Regions from separate parts of the Mus musculus genome. Here regions 2, 3 and 4 are each linked to region 1. A link is a contact called in public promoter capture Hi-C data. All regions are on one chromosome and are shown on one strand. The core of a region is the stretch at or near the end of the contact, and the rest is flanking DNA. Distances in the headings are between cores, read along the strand shown. Region 1 holds the start of Akap8 (A kinase (PRKA) anchor protein 8). Region 2 holds the start of Nelfe (negative elongation factor complex member E, Rdbp). Region 3 holds the start of Ddx39b (DEAD box helicase 39b). Region 4 holds the start of Rnf5 (ring finger protein 5).

Region 1 (3,233 bases), core at 187-2,686:
GTTTTATTACATCTGGTGTGTGTGTATATATATGGGGATTGAACCTAACTAAGGCTTTAAGAATACTAAGAAAGCACTCTATCATCAAATTATTATATTATCTCCAGCTGGCCCCCTCCCCCTTTTTACGTTTTATTTTTTTATTTTTTATTTTCTTGTATGTTTTGCCTGCACATATGCTCACTATTCACATGCCTGGTGCCTGTGGTAACCAGAAGAGGGCTTCATATTCCTGGGAACTAGATTAGAGATTGTTGTCAGCCACCTTGTAGGTGGCAGAAAATGAACCTGAGTCTTTGAAATACTAACAAGTCCTTTACGCTGAGCCATCTCTCTAGCTCCCAGCCGTCTTTTATTTTCTGAGACATAGTCAAACCATGTAAACCGTTAAACTCTGTAGTCCAGGTAGGCCTTCCACTTTAATGTCCTGGAGTTACATGGCCTGTGCCACTAAGTCCAGTACTTACTATAGTTTCTATGTAAGCAGATCAGGTTTCAAACAGCAAATAAGGTGTGGGTGATCAGATCGAATCCTAGTTCCTTGCATGCCTGTCCAGACTGACTGGAATTACGCCCAAGGTCACTTACAGACACTAGGACTAGTTATTGGTGAATCTGAACCTCAGCTGGGTTTGTTGGATTCCTAGAGCAGCCTCACCAGCCCTGTCTGCCCTGCCCATAGCTTATGATGGAGCAGTCCAAGAAGTCCTCGCTTATGGTGGCCCGCAGTATTCTCAACAACAAGCTCATTAGCAAGAAGCTGGAGCGATATCTGAAGGTGAGGCAAAGGCGAAAGCACTGTCCTAGTCCTGACCTTTGTGTGAGCCTGGTCCCCATTCTATCCCAGTGATTCCTACCTCCCATTAAAGTCTCTATCCATCTCTACAGGGCGAGAATCCTTTCACTGACAACCCAGAGGAGGAAAAGGAACAAGACGAGGTGGAGGCTGGCGCTCTGGATGAAGGGGCACCAAGCGAAGCGACAGAGCTCACAGAGGGCGTGCCGGCACAGCCCCCCGTGCCCCTGGAGCCCGCCCCAGGGACTACAACACCGCCACCTCCGCCACCACCAGAAGAGGAGGAGAGCCCTGTACCCTTGCTGGGCGGAGCGCTGCAGTGTCAGATCCGCGGGATCCCGGGCCTCGACATGGAAGACGACGAGGAGGGCGGTGGGGGTCCATAACCCTTACCCGGCAGGGCTCCCGTGGCCGAGGCTGGAAGTCCAGCCTAATAAAGTGCTTTCCCATCTGAGGTCTTCGTTTGTGCTGTGGTGAGGGCGGGCCCCTAGAAGTGCGCCTGCGCGCGGGTAAACGCGCTAGAACCGCTCACGCGTGCGCGGACCTGGACGCTCTTGCGCACTAGCTTACCCTTGAGGCACAACTCCCGAGATGCTGTAGATTTGCAACCCGGAAGGCTGGGCGGATCGGCGGGGGCGGGCCCATTTGAGCAACCAATGGTAGCGCCCAGAAAGAGACGTACGCTCTTCGTCTTCCAGTAGCAGACAGCACGTTGAACGCATGCGTTCTGAGCGAATCTAAGACAAGGATCTGCTGGCGGGTCGCGTCGCAGACATGGAGCAAGGCTACGGAGGTTAGTGTGGGCTCTTCTTCACCACGGGAGACCCTGGCGCATGTGGTATTCGGGCTTAGCCTGCAGCCGGAACGCACTTGCCGCAGCCCGGTTCTGTGTGGAGTTGTCCCGGACGCGCGCGCTTCCCTTATTGGGCCTCTGCGCAATCGTTCCCGAAGCGCCGCGCGTGGATTGGCCGGTAGGACTCGGGGCGGGGGGTGCGGATGAGGCGCGAAGGCCGACGCTGTGGCCGGTTTCTGGATGCGTTCTGGACCGCTTTCACTGTGCAAGCCGAGTGGCTCTCATCGCTGCGGGACCCCAGGACCCGAGCGGTCTCAGTCCCGCCTTCTCTTCCGAAGACGCCACAAAATGGCGGCTCCAGGGGCGGGGCTAAAGCGAACGCTGAGGAAGCGGGGGGTGGAGGGGGTTGAGGTCCGGCTGGGTTGCGGCGGCCGTAGCGAGGAGAGAGTCTCAGCTCATCCTCCGCAGGTCGTCCTTGAGAGCTCGTGTCCCCGGGCTCGCTTTTCTGAAGGCTTACGGGCAGCGCGCGATCGGCCCAGCTGTGCACTGCGGCTACACCCGGTGCAGCTTTTTGGGAAAACCTGGCTGGGTCTCTGCAGTGTACGCGGCGTGAGGTGCTCGTGGGAGGTGTGCTGCCTGAGGGGCTGGGATTCTGGACTGTAACATTACGGGGGTCTGCGGAAGCGGGAACGTTGCCTTTCCTAACCTAAATGTCAGCAACTTTTCGTAATTAGGCGTCGGTTCTCGAGCTATCTGCTTTTAATCTCCTGGGAGGCCTTGACTCTGTACGGAGATTTACCCGCAGGAGATAGTTGGAACATGTGGAATGGGGTTGGAAGTGGGCACAGGGAGTGGTTAGTGGCTTCTGGCGGCTAAGGAAGGGATCTTGAGAGGCAGCAGAGTAACAAGATCCCTAGAATTGGACTTGCCAGAGAGGCCTGAGGTGTGATGAACACGTGTGCTTGGGTATCAGCCTAGTGCTCTTTGCCTTTGGGATCCTAGATCTATGTCTTCCATTCTTAGCCTTTCCACCAGATAGATACCTGTCACAACCCTGCTATACTTCTTTGGTCTAGGGAACTTCATGGTGACTCCCACTTTCTACCAGCCAATAATTTTACAGATACAGTTAGGGTATTTGCAGCCTTCCTGGTTTTTTTGTTTTTTTAACTAAGAATTTTTTTAGCCGGGCGTGGTGGCGAATGCCTTTAATCCAAGCACTTGGGAGGCAGAAGCAGGCAGATTTCTGAGTTTGAGGCCAGCCTGGTCTACAAAGTGAGTTCCAGGACAGCTAGGGCTACAGAGAAACCCTGTCTCAAAAAACCAAAAAAAAAAAAAAAAAAAAGAAGAAGAAGAAGAAGAAGAAAAAGAATCTTTTTTTTTTAAGATTTATTTATTATATGTAAGTACACTGTAGCTGTTTTCAGACATTCCAGAAGAGGGCATCAGATTTCGTTAGGGATGGTTGTGAGCCACCATGTGGTTGCTGGGATTTGAACTCGGGACCTTCGGAAGAGCAGTCAGCGCGATTAACCACTGAACCATCTGGCCAGCCCCTCCCTGGTTTCTAAGTAGCAGTTAGGTATGGCCGTACTGAGTGCCTGTCAGCACATTTAAGGGACTGTGTTACAGTGGGGCTTTTGG
Region 2 (3,081 bases), core at 406-2,905, 2.5 Mb before region 1:
CACCCTTAAGGAATTCAGAACCCAGGAAACAATGGCTAGACTGACAGCCAAGAATAATCAAGGGCACTAATCACTCAGGGCTGAGTATAAGCAACACTTTCTGATGCATAAGCAGCTAGTAAACTGAGACCTCACAGAATTACCCAACACAGACAGAAAAGATACTTTAGACAAAGAAATTGGGGTTGCAAAAATGCAGAGGAGGTTTTGGAAGGCAGGTTTTAAGAGAAAATAATTCTCTCTTTTGACAGGTATGGTGAGCTGATATTTCAATTCTATACATGATGTGAAACCTCGGAAGTGTTTTCAATGGATCAGGTGTGCCTTCAAAACAGCAAAGCCAGACCCTGTCAATGAGAAATTACTCAGAGGTTTCACTAGTAAGGAGAGTGCTGAGGACGGTGTTGTGCACCTAGAGTTCCACTTCCTGAGAGAAGCTTAGGGAGGAAGATACCAGGAGCCCAGGAGTTGAAAAAACAAAACAAAACAAAACAAAACAACCCACCCAACCCGGCCACATACTGAGATCCTTGCCAGGGGTAGTGGTAGGGGACAAAGTGGAAGAGGAACTTAGAAACCATCGACAGACTTGACAAATGTTTTGCTGTGTAAATAGTACAGAAGCCAGAGGTGAGGCAGAGCCATTCCAGGCTACCCAAAGCCACATATTTTCAATCCAGCCTGGGCTAAGTGTGAGACCCTGTCTGAGGTGGAGTGGTGTGTCAGAGATGAGAGATTTTAAGGCCTATTAAATGCAGTTGGTTATCTAAAAGCGAAGGGAGGGAGGTAGAGCAGACAGGAGGAGCACATTTACTTGGGCATTTGATGGTTCACAAGGCTCTGGGTGGTACTGAAGCCACAGGGACGATGATAATTCCATTGGGGATGACCAGAGAAGAGGGAGGGTTCAAATAAGACTGGACGATGCTGCCAAAGCTCCACTGAGAGGTCCCCTTCCGGTAGGAGGCAGGAGGACTCCCATGGCCTTACAGTCAGCCCAGGTGTCCCCAGAGTCTGGAGAAGCCGGGCCACCACGCTTAACTAACTCCTACCTTCTTCTTGAGTTTGTTGAACTTCTTCTGCAGTGCCTCTTCCTCTTCACTCAGCCCCGGAGGTATCACCAACATGTTGGCTCCTGGTTCAAGGGCAGAACCCAAGACATCATTCTCTACTGTCACCATTCAAAATTCACACGTCGTCCAACTTGCGTCCATCCTGTATGCACCCCAACCTCCAGGCCCGCCTACTCCAGCCTCTGGCCTTTCCCTAACCCCTCGTTCCTCCGAGGCTGCTTGTCCAGCCTCCTGTTTATGGTAATCAACCGGCATTCCCGCCTATGTCCAAGGTCCAGACACTAGAGCCTTGGGGTACCTCAGCCCGGAGAAGGGAAAGCACTCCCTGCGACGCCAAGGCGATGGCTCCCGACCCCCATGCCCAATGGGGTTAGGTCAGCCAACCTCGGGGTCCGATGGGCAGAGAAGGCGGCCGGGCCCGCGTAGCGCTATCTGGGCAACCAGAGGAGGAGGAAGAAGAACCAGGGGCCGCGCGGGGAAGGCGCGAAAGATGTGAGACGAAGCCCTCACCTGAGGGGGCGGCGCCCGGGCCCGCGGTCTCCGGCGCCGCCGCGCGGGCTACTGCGCGCTGGCTCGCGGCGATGACGTAAAGGGGCGGGACACGCGGTAACCAAGGCGGCGAGTCGCAGTGACTTCCGCCCGGCCTTGCCCGGCTCCGAGTCAGGCTTCGGCGCCGCTCTCGCCCACGCTCCCGGCGGGGAGTGGTGGAGGAGGGGGCGTGTCGGAAGTAATTTCAACTTCCGCCCTTCTCGGGGCGGGGCCGGCTCCGTGGTTACTCTGAGTTTCCGGGCTGCTCGGGAGCTGCCGCGGCTCCAGGATGATGGAGACGGAGCGACTCGGTGAGGGGGAGGGGAGGAGAGTGGACGGGAGAGGAGAGGAGAGGAGGGGAGGGGAGGGAGGGGGGTCCGCGGAAAGGACTAGTTAGTAGACAGGAATGACTTGTGGCTTTTAACCTGTGACCTTTCCCTTGTAGTTCTGCCTCCCCTAGATCCCCTGAACTTACCCCTTCGAGCTCTGGAAGTGGGGTGCACTGGCCGTTGGGAGCTGCTGAACGTGCCAGGGCCTCCAGAGAGCACTGTGAGTGACTTTTGACCCTCACCTTTGACCTATGAGCCTAAAAGAAATTCCACCCTGCTCACAGGAGGATGTAGCTTGACACTGTCATCTTGGCCTCCGGCTCATGCTGGACAGATCCCACTCTACTGGAACTCCAGTAGGTCGGAGCGGGGAGTGCTGGAGACGCGAGCTCTCAGAGCTGCCCCTTCACCTGTATCTTTCCTCCTAGGAGGTTCCTTCTCTCTGCATAGCTCAGAGCACTTGGCTCTTTTAAACTGAAGCCTGGCGTGGCTCACACCCTTATTCCCAGCACTTGGGAGGTGGAGGCAGGCAGATCTCTTGAATTGGAGGCCAGTTTGATCTACATACCAAGTTCTAGGCCAGCCAGGGCTATGTAGTGAGATCTCATCCCCAAAACAGAAAGAAAAGAAGCAGAAAATTTAAGACTGGCAGAATGACTTATTAGCCCAGAGATTCTCCACCTTTGATTCACTACCCATTTGAGGGTGGAATGACCCTTTGACAGGGGTCACATCACATATCAGATATCCTGCACACCAGACATTTACATTAAGATTCATAACAGTAACAGAATTACAGTTAATAAGTAGCAACACAATTATTTTTCGGTTGTGGTCAGCACAACAGGAGAACCGGTGCATTAAAAGGTGGCAGCATTTGAGAAGGTTGAGAATCACTGGCTTAGCCTATTAAAGCGCTTGCCCATGCAAGTCTGATGAGACACACGTAAAGGCAGCGAGAGAGCCAGCTCCACAATGTGGTCTTCTGACTGCCATGTGTGCATGCGTGTACCCATGTCCACCCATTACACACAGACCTATACATACTAACACATACTACTACAAATAATAAGAATTCTAAAATGCGAATTCTCAGTTGAGCACATAGCTCACTTGGTATAGCGCTTGCTCAGCATACACAAAGCCCTGGT
Region 3 (3,227 bases), core at 275-2,774, 2.9 Mb before region 1:
GAGCTCATTGTCCACATCGTTCTCTGCCATAATTGGGCCGGCAGGGGGAGAAGGGAGGTCTCTTGAGTTAGGTGTCCCAGAGCAGGTGAGGAAGCAAGGGCCAAAGAGAGGGGTTGAAGAACAGCAAGGGGAAAGACACCAGTTTCCGACAGAAGAGCTGGGAGAGGGGACAACAAAAAAACCGGAAAAACTCATCAGTCACGAATGGACTCGTCACTTCTCGTCGATCCCTACACCCGTCCTATTCTTCCCTAAACTGTGAAACCTTTGTCCCGAAAGAAGAGTTAACAAAGAGACTCATGACATAAGAAACGGGAACACCAGACGGGAGAGACAGAGTGGGCTCCACCGCTAACCAGACTTTGTAACACACACTTCGACAGGCAGGAGCCAACTGGGAGACCGCAGTAAAATGAGCGTGACTAACGACTCACACGAGGGTTGAGACACAAAGGACAAGGGAAGACAGAGACTGCGCTTTCTCCTGCCACCTCACGGTGGTGATCCCCAACGTCAGCCATCAGTCAAGGGTGATAGATAAGGGTCAGCACTGCGCAGAGCGCTCACTTCCCAAATGCAAACATCATGTGGCTGCCGCTATTCTCTTGCTCAGAAACCCCCGAGTGGCCGTCCCAGCGGCGCACACCTGGACCGGGGAACAGAAGCAGGAAGGAGGGTGGTGCGGGGCGGAGGGTGGGAAGTGTATGAATGGCTCCATTTCAAGAAAAAAAAAATTTTTTTGTTTTGAAAAAGATGGGTGTGTGCAGTTCAATGGCAGTGCTTGCTTAGTAACGCGAGAGGCCGCAAGGTTCGGCTCAGCGCTGCCAAAGTTAATTTTAAAAGTCGCACTAAGGAATTAAGGTCACAGCTGAGAACGATGCAGGATTAAGAGTGTGAGCCGGGTGGCCTTAGAAAGGAACGCCTTGCAGTGCTCTCGGAAAAGCTTCCCCAGAAGTGCGCGACACCATCGGCCACGCACAGAGGCAGCCATTCACAGAGAGCTCCAAATAAGGCAGCGAAAGCGGGGTCAAAGGGCTGGACGGGCCCCGGAGCGAGATCTTCCCATCCCTGGGCGAGCAAGAAAAGGCCCGGAGGGGAGATGCGAGGGGCCCCGCCCTCCTCCTGGCGCCGCCTCCGGCCGCCGCGGCCCCGGGTGGGCAGAGGACCCACTGGAACACCCAGGAAGCGCGGAGACACAATGGCGGCCGAGGCCACCATTTTGGATCGTTCCCCCCTTGTCTCCCAGCTCCCCGCCAAGATCTGCTCTCAGAAAGGGGTGAAGACAACAGAACTGGACGCCCGCCTGCGCGCCGGCGGCCACGGCGCCGGCCCGGCACCGGGTATCAGGGACCCGCGCGGCGGGGCGAGCCGCGGGAGAAGCAGATGGCGGTGGATGGTGCACAGGGCCAAAGCTTACCTAAGCACTGCGAGCGTGTATGGCGGCAGCAACGGGGACGGAGGCGGGAAGCTGCCTTCACTTCCGGTTCCAGGCTCGCCCCGGCCTCCCGCCTTCCCGGCCGCCAGGGCGCACGCGCAAGGAGCCGGAAGCAGGCTTTCGCCGCGCGCGCTCCGCGGCTGGCTTTGCAGAACGCCCACTTGAAATGAAGCTTCAGACGACGCCTCCTCCGGTCGCCAGTAGCAAGAGCGCGACAGGAAACTCACGTCTTCCCCCGCAGAGCTCTCCATTTTGTTCTTCTACGCTTATGCAACACCCTCCGACGGTCGGCTCTACTTTAGTTTTGTTTGCCACGCCAGGCTTCTCCCTGGGCACCTCTCTGTGGGCATGGAGGACTCCGCGATCGAATGAGAAGCGTTTCTCACGGGGTCCTTAGCCTCGTAGTCAAGGTGACCCGAGAGCGGCTAACTCGGGCCTCTGCTGGAGGGGAGGGGGACACGTGACCACGCCCATTACAGTCGTGCAGAGAATAGGCAGGATTTACCCAAAATTATATCGAAAGATGGAGGCTTACATTCTGTCTAGGTGCTAAATAAATGGTGGGGTTTGAGGTTATGCACCTTTCCATAATTCTTGCTAACTAGAGCAGCAGAATAATCTCAGTTCCATTATTCAGCCTGGACATCCCCCTCCCCCCATGTGGTATTCCCTTTGAGATGTTACATATAGCAGAAGTGTTGTCCTGTTGCCTTGCTACATAAACACAAGCTCGGGCTTTCCCTATTAAGGACACTTAATATTAATACAAAGTAACACTAAGTATCAGTGTTGCCAACCAGCTGGCTGTGTCCTGCTCAACGCATAAGCTCTCTGGGCTGGGGCTTGGTAGCTTTTGATCCCTCCGCATTTGGCAGCCCTAAGCAGCAGGCCGGCGGGTTTTGTATAAATCAGAGAGGAGTGGGAATTCCTCGGCCCTGGTAACTTATTACGAACTGTAGCTCCAGAAAGTGCGGTACCTGGGCCTTTAGCTTTGAAGCGTTTCCAGGAACTCTCCTAGTGACCTAGTTGGCGGGCTCTTAGCCACTGTCTTCCTGTTACTGGACCTAATGTGACATTGTGGAGGGTAGCATAGTAAGGTTTGTCCCAGCTGACCCAAGTGAGCCAAACTTTCTGCTTTACAGCCAGCAAAGGGTGTTTGCACCAAACACAGCAAACAGCAAACTCGTGCAAATGAAGACTTGTGTTTGCACCAATCATAATATTGTCCCTTTGGCATCAGTGATAACACATCTTCCTGCTACTGGACTATGGGAAGTTCCACCCTCCACTGGGGGAGGAGAGAGAGGACAGAAACAATCCTGGCTGAGCCATTAGCTGTGTGGTTTCCTCAAAGACTTTATAGAAGATTCAAAATGGCCATGCTGACAGTCCTCGTTAAGGTAGCCAGGGCAGGAAGGGATTGTCTTAACAGCTGGCTGTGATTTTAACAATGCTTAAAACCTGGGCCACTGGGGCCACAGCAAGGTGAGTGCCCCTCATCTGTCTTGCCATTTTTTTCTTCCTTTCTCTGTTACTGAGTTTGAGCAGTTATATAGACTGGCCTCAAGCTCTCAATTCTCCTGCTGGAGGATTTGAATGCAGACCCATGCCCCGCTCCACTCTTCCTGTAAACATATGAAAATAGAGAAATAAAACAAGGTGGCCAAGGCAATACAGCTAGCAGGGAAACACCAGGGTGTAAGCACCCCAATTTCCTATCACATGTGTCCCTCCTCTTCAAAAATCTCCTTGCTTTTGTATAGCTATTTCCCCCGAAACATTTCCTCCTGAT
Region 4 (3,382 bases), core at 219-2,718, 2.3 Mb before region 1:
TTCGCCTATTCTGCATCTAAACCTCTTCAATACTCCAGATCCTCGCTTCTCCGTACCTCCTCCTATAGAGAGTCCCAGCTTCTCACCTTTCTTTATTCCTCAGTCACACAGGTCCTTTATCAAGGTATTGAATAATCCTTAGCTAGCGTGTTCTCGTCTCCCGCCCATGGACACCTTTGCCCTGGGTGATTTACATGGCTTGGTGAAGAGCCCTTGCGAATGCGAGGACTGTTACCTAATTCTGGGCCTTGGGCCATAGTGAGGGTCACTGAGTGCTGGAAAGGCCCTAGCTGCCAGCCGTCCAGCCAGGAAAAAGATCCAAATCTATGCAGGGCAAACTACAAGGAAGGGGCGGATCTACCCCATTCTACGGCGGGTCACCTAGGGGTCGGCCTCTGTCCTTTGGGCGCCCACTCCCAAGAGGGTGGAACCAGTCCTTTTCTGCTTGTAAGGTTTAGGACGGAGTGGGGGTCCACTGTGGTCTGCTGTGTCACATTACAACGGTGGGCCTTTGGCTCGGTCCTGCTGTGAGAATCACCTAGAGAGGCTAAGTCGTCCAACCGAGAGAGTGGGGTTAACACCGGCGCCACAGACCGACGGCCGCACCATCCACGCGTCGGGCTAACCCCAGCTCTGCTCCCCGCTTCTCCGAGAGGGAGGGGCGGACCCAAGGTCTTCCCTCTACGTCACCCAAGGAGGCCGGAGCCATCTTGAACCCTGCGACCCTGGTACTTCTGCCCTTCCCCCTCCCCCCTTAGCTCTGCACCGTCTCTCCAGATCTCGGCCAATCAGCGGCGGAGTAAACCGCCCAATCAAGCGGAGAGAGTCCGGGCGGAAAGACCCGGATAAGGCCGAGTCGAGGCCTTTGAACCTAAGGCCCCGCCAATAGCGGAGGGGTTGCCATGGTGACGAGAGAGAGCGAGTGAAGGGGCGGGACTGGAGTCGACACCGCCTTCGTCTGGGTTGGCCTATTCCACGCCCCCCCCCCCCGCTTATTGCGCATGCTCATTCTTCCGTGTCATGCCAGCCAATCATTTGATTTGGAACCATTCGCTCTAAAGTCCAATAGGAACCCGGACCTTCTAAGAAAGAGGAAGAGAAGGAAAAAAAGAGGCTTATGGTGGGCGAGTTCTGTAGGCCTGAGCCAATCCCTTCTGAGCTTTGGTTATGACTGGCAGCTGAACTGACGAATCAAAGCCTCTTTAGCTGAGTGACAACACAGGCCTAGCTCATTATGACCAATCCCTCGGCAGTGCATAGTTACTGAAGCCCTATCAGCCAATCATCATCGTGCAAGGGTAGGGGCCCCACACACACCTTTTTCCGCCCCCACTCTTTGGATCAATCGTGTCCTTTGAATTCTATATGATTGGCAGGTACCTCGACCAATAATGATGAGAAAAACTTGAAGTTTGCCCAACGATCCTGGGCCGAAGGCGGACCTGCTTTGTTGGGGCGTGAGTGTGTGTGTGCCTGTGTGTGTGCCCTGTGTTAGTGTATATGTGTGTGTGCCTGGGGGTACTGAGGGCTACGTGGGGGCGAAGCAGAACTTGCCATGGCAGCAGCGGAGGAAGAAGACGGGGGCCCCGAAGGGCCAAATCGCGAGCGGGGCGGGGCGAGCGCGACCTTCGAATGTAATATATGTCTGGAGACAGCTCGCGAAGCTGTGGTCAGCGTGTGTGGCCACCTGTATTGGTGAGAATCCGAGTCAGGGGCTTGGGGTGAGGCGGCGGGGTTCGTCTTTGTGCTGGGGAGGCCGAGAGCGGGGACCATGCAGTTTTTTTCAGATGACCAGAGGGCATATGTCCCACCCCACCTCCCCACATACACGTAGGGGAGGCCTAAAGTGAGGACTTGTGTCTTTGCTGATGTATGTAGATGGGGTGGGGGTGCGGGAAGGGTCACATCTGTGCAAATGAGATATCTTTCCAGGGAGGGTCCTATGAGCTGGTGCATGGTATGTTATGAGGAGGAATGGGAAATGGGGGACGCTGCATATTCCTCCATTCGAGACCTGAACCACAGTACCCCGTTAGACCTACCCAGGTGTTGAGATAAAATAGATGAGAGACTTTTCAGTTTAGGGGATGTGCCTGTCGGAGGAGGAGGGAAGATCTAGGGACTATGGACCTAGATGTGGGTCATATTAAGATGAGATGTGGGAGGGGGTGATTTGTCAAACCTGAAGACAATGGCATTGTGTAAGGACAAGATGGAGAGGGTGAAGGGTCATGGAGAGAGGGGTTTTACTGAGCTTGAAGTAAGGAGGAGAGGAACAATGTGGGTGTCTGAAAACCATGGGAGTCTGGAGGATTAGGAGCAAGAATGGAGTTCAGGCTGAAAGGAAACCTGTTGAATTGGGAAGTCAAGTTCGGAGGCAGAAAGGGGGAGGTTGAAGGTGTGTGTGTGTGTGTGTGTGTGTGTGTAGAGGGAGACAGACAGGGAGAGACAGAGAGGAGACACCGGAAGAGAGAAAAGGATCAAATGTGTGGAGGATGTTGAGGACCCAATGTGAGTACCTTTAAATGTCAAGTATCAAAGGCAAGAAGCTGGAAAAGTCAAGTTAGCAAGTATGCTAGAAGCTGTTGGGAATATGGAGAGAAATGGAGCAGTAGAGCAGCAGTGCCTGGGAGACAGGTGGTGGGTGGGCTTCCATGTTCTGGGGTCTGCAGCTCTCTTCTGTAGTTTGACGTGTGCTTTTTGTTTGTTTTTCATCCAGTTGGCCCTGTCTTCACCAGGTATGTGTTCATGAGGTGGACTGGGAAACAGGGAGGGTCAAGGAGCTCCGAGATGCTCTTTGTACTTGAAAACACTTCATATTTCCTTTGCAGTGGCTGGAGACCCGGCCAGACCGGCAAGAATGCCCGGTGTGTAAAGCTGGCATCAGCAGGGAGAAGGTCGTCCCTCTTTATGGGCGAGGGAGCCAGAAGCCACAGGATCCCAGGTGAGACCCAACACGATGCTGAGGGGAGCTGCAGGCTTCTGTCCCATCCCGAGACAGGGTGTGAAAGGTGCTGCCTGCCTCTCTCCTTCCTCTCAGATTGAAAACTCCACCCCGCCCTCAGGGCCAGCGACCAGCTCCAGAGAGCAGAGGGGTGAGTCTCCTTGTCCAGCCGTGTCCCTCCTTTGCCCAAGCCTATGGGCTTCCCTCATCTTCCCTGCCTCCCTAGGGGTTCCAGCCATTTGGTGATGCCGGGGGATTCCACTTCTCCTTTGGTGTCGGTGCCTTCCCCTTTGGCTTTTTCACCACCGTGTTCAATGCCCATGAACCTTTCAGAAGAGGCGCAGGTAAGGATTTTCCCAAGTCTCCCCGCGCCCTCTCCTGGCCCTACATGTTTCTGAAGCTTTCTTTTCCCTTACAGGTGTGGATCTGGGACAGGGT

Evidence for each region. Promoter capture Hi-C pulls out the DNA fragments that hold promoters and counts their contacts. Capture Hi-C pulls out chosen DNA fragments and counts their contacts.
Region 2: a contact with region 1 is called in a promoter capture Hi-C map of liver, with 2.9 times the contacts expected there. The contact joins the promoter of Nelfe here to the promoter of Akap8 in region 1. A contact is called at or near these places in 2 of 39 promoter capture datasets (hippocampal neurons and liver).
Region 3: a promoter capture Hi-C map of liver shows a contact between it and region 1, with 2.5 times the contacts expected there. The contact joins the promoter of Ddx39b here to the promoter of Akap8 in region 1.
Region 4: a promoter capture Hi-C map of liver shows a contact between it and region 1, with 3 times the contacts expected there. The contact joins the promoter of Rnf5 here to the promoter of Akap8 in region 1. A contact is called at or near these places in 2 of 39 promoter capture datasets (hippocampal neurons and liver), 1 of 115 datasets of contacts at active chromatin or transcription factors (astrocytes) and 1 of 9 other capture datasets (liver).

The regions. Positions count from the first base shown.
Region 1 is chr17:32,319,441-32,322,673 of GRCm38.p6, reverse strand. It overlaps Akap8 (A kinase (PRKA) anchor protein 8), which reads left to right and starts at 1,436. Exons shown (of 14, transcript NM_019774.5): 1 at 1,436-1,589. The coding sequence starts at 1,571. Akap8l (A kinase (PRKA) anchor protein 8-like) reads left to right here. Exons shown (of 14, transcript NM_017476.2): 13 at 683-778; 14 at 889-1,250. The coding sequence ends at 1,182.
Region 2 is chr17:34,848,965-34,852,045 of GRCm38.p6, reverse strand. It overlaps Nelfe (negative elongation factor complex member E, Rdbp), which reads right to left and starts at 1,655. Exons shown (of 11, transcript NM_001045863.1): 1 at 1,458-1,655; 2 at 1,053-1,135. The coding sequence starts at 1,127. It overlaps Skiv2l (superkiller viralicidic activity 2-like (S. cerevisiae)), which reads left to right and starts at 1,842. Exons shown (of 28, transcript NM_021337.2): 1 at 1,842-1,912; 2 at 2,047-2,150. The coding sequence starts at 1,891.
Region 3 is chr17:35,240,043-35,243,269 of GRCm38.p6, reverse strand. It overlaps Ddx39b (DEAD box helicase 39b), which reads right to left and starts at 1,524. Exons shown (of 11, transcript NM_019693.3): 1 at 1,418-1,524; 2 at 1-157. The coding sequence starts at 30. It overlaps LOC115488830 (a small nucleolar RNA gene), which reads right to left and starts at 592; the gene lies at 516-592.
Region 4 is chr17:34,601,647-34,605,028 of GRCm38.p6, reverse strand. It overlaps Rnf5 (ring finger protein 5), which reads left to right and starts at 1,468. Exons shown (of 6, transcript NM_019403.3): 1 at 1,468-1,695; 2 at 2,720-2,738; 3 at 2,832-2,944; 4 at 3,041-3,095; 5 at 3,171-3,288; 6 at 3,363-3,382. The coding sequence starts at 1,556. It also overlaps a transcript of Agpat1 not described here.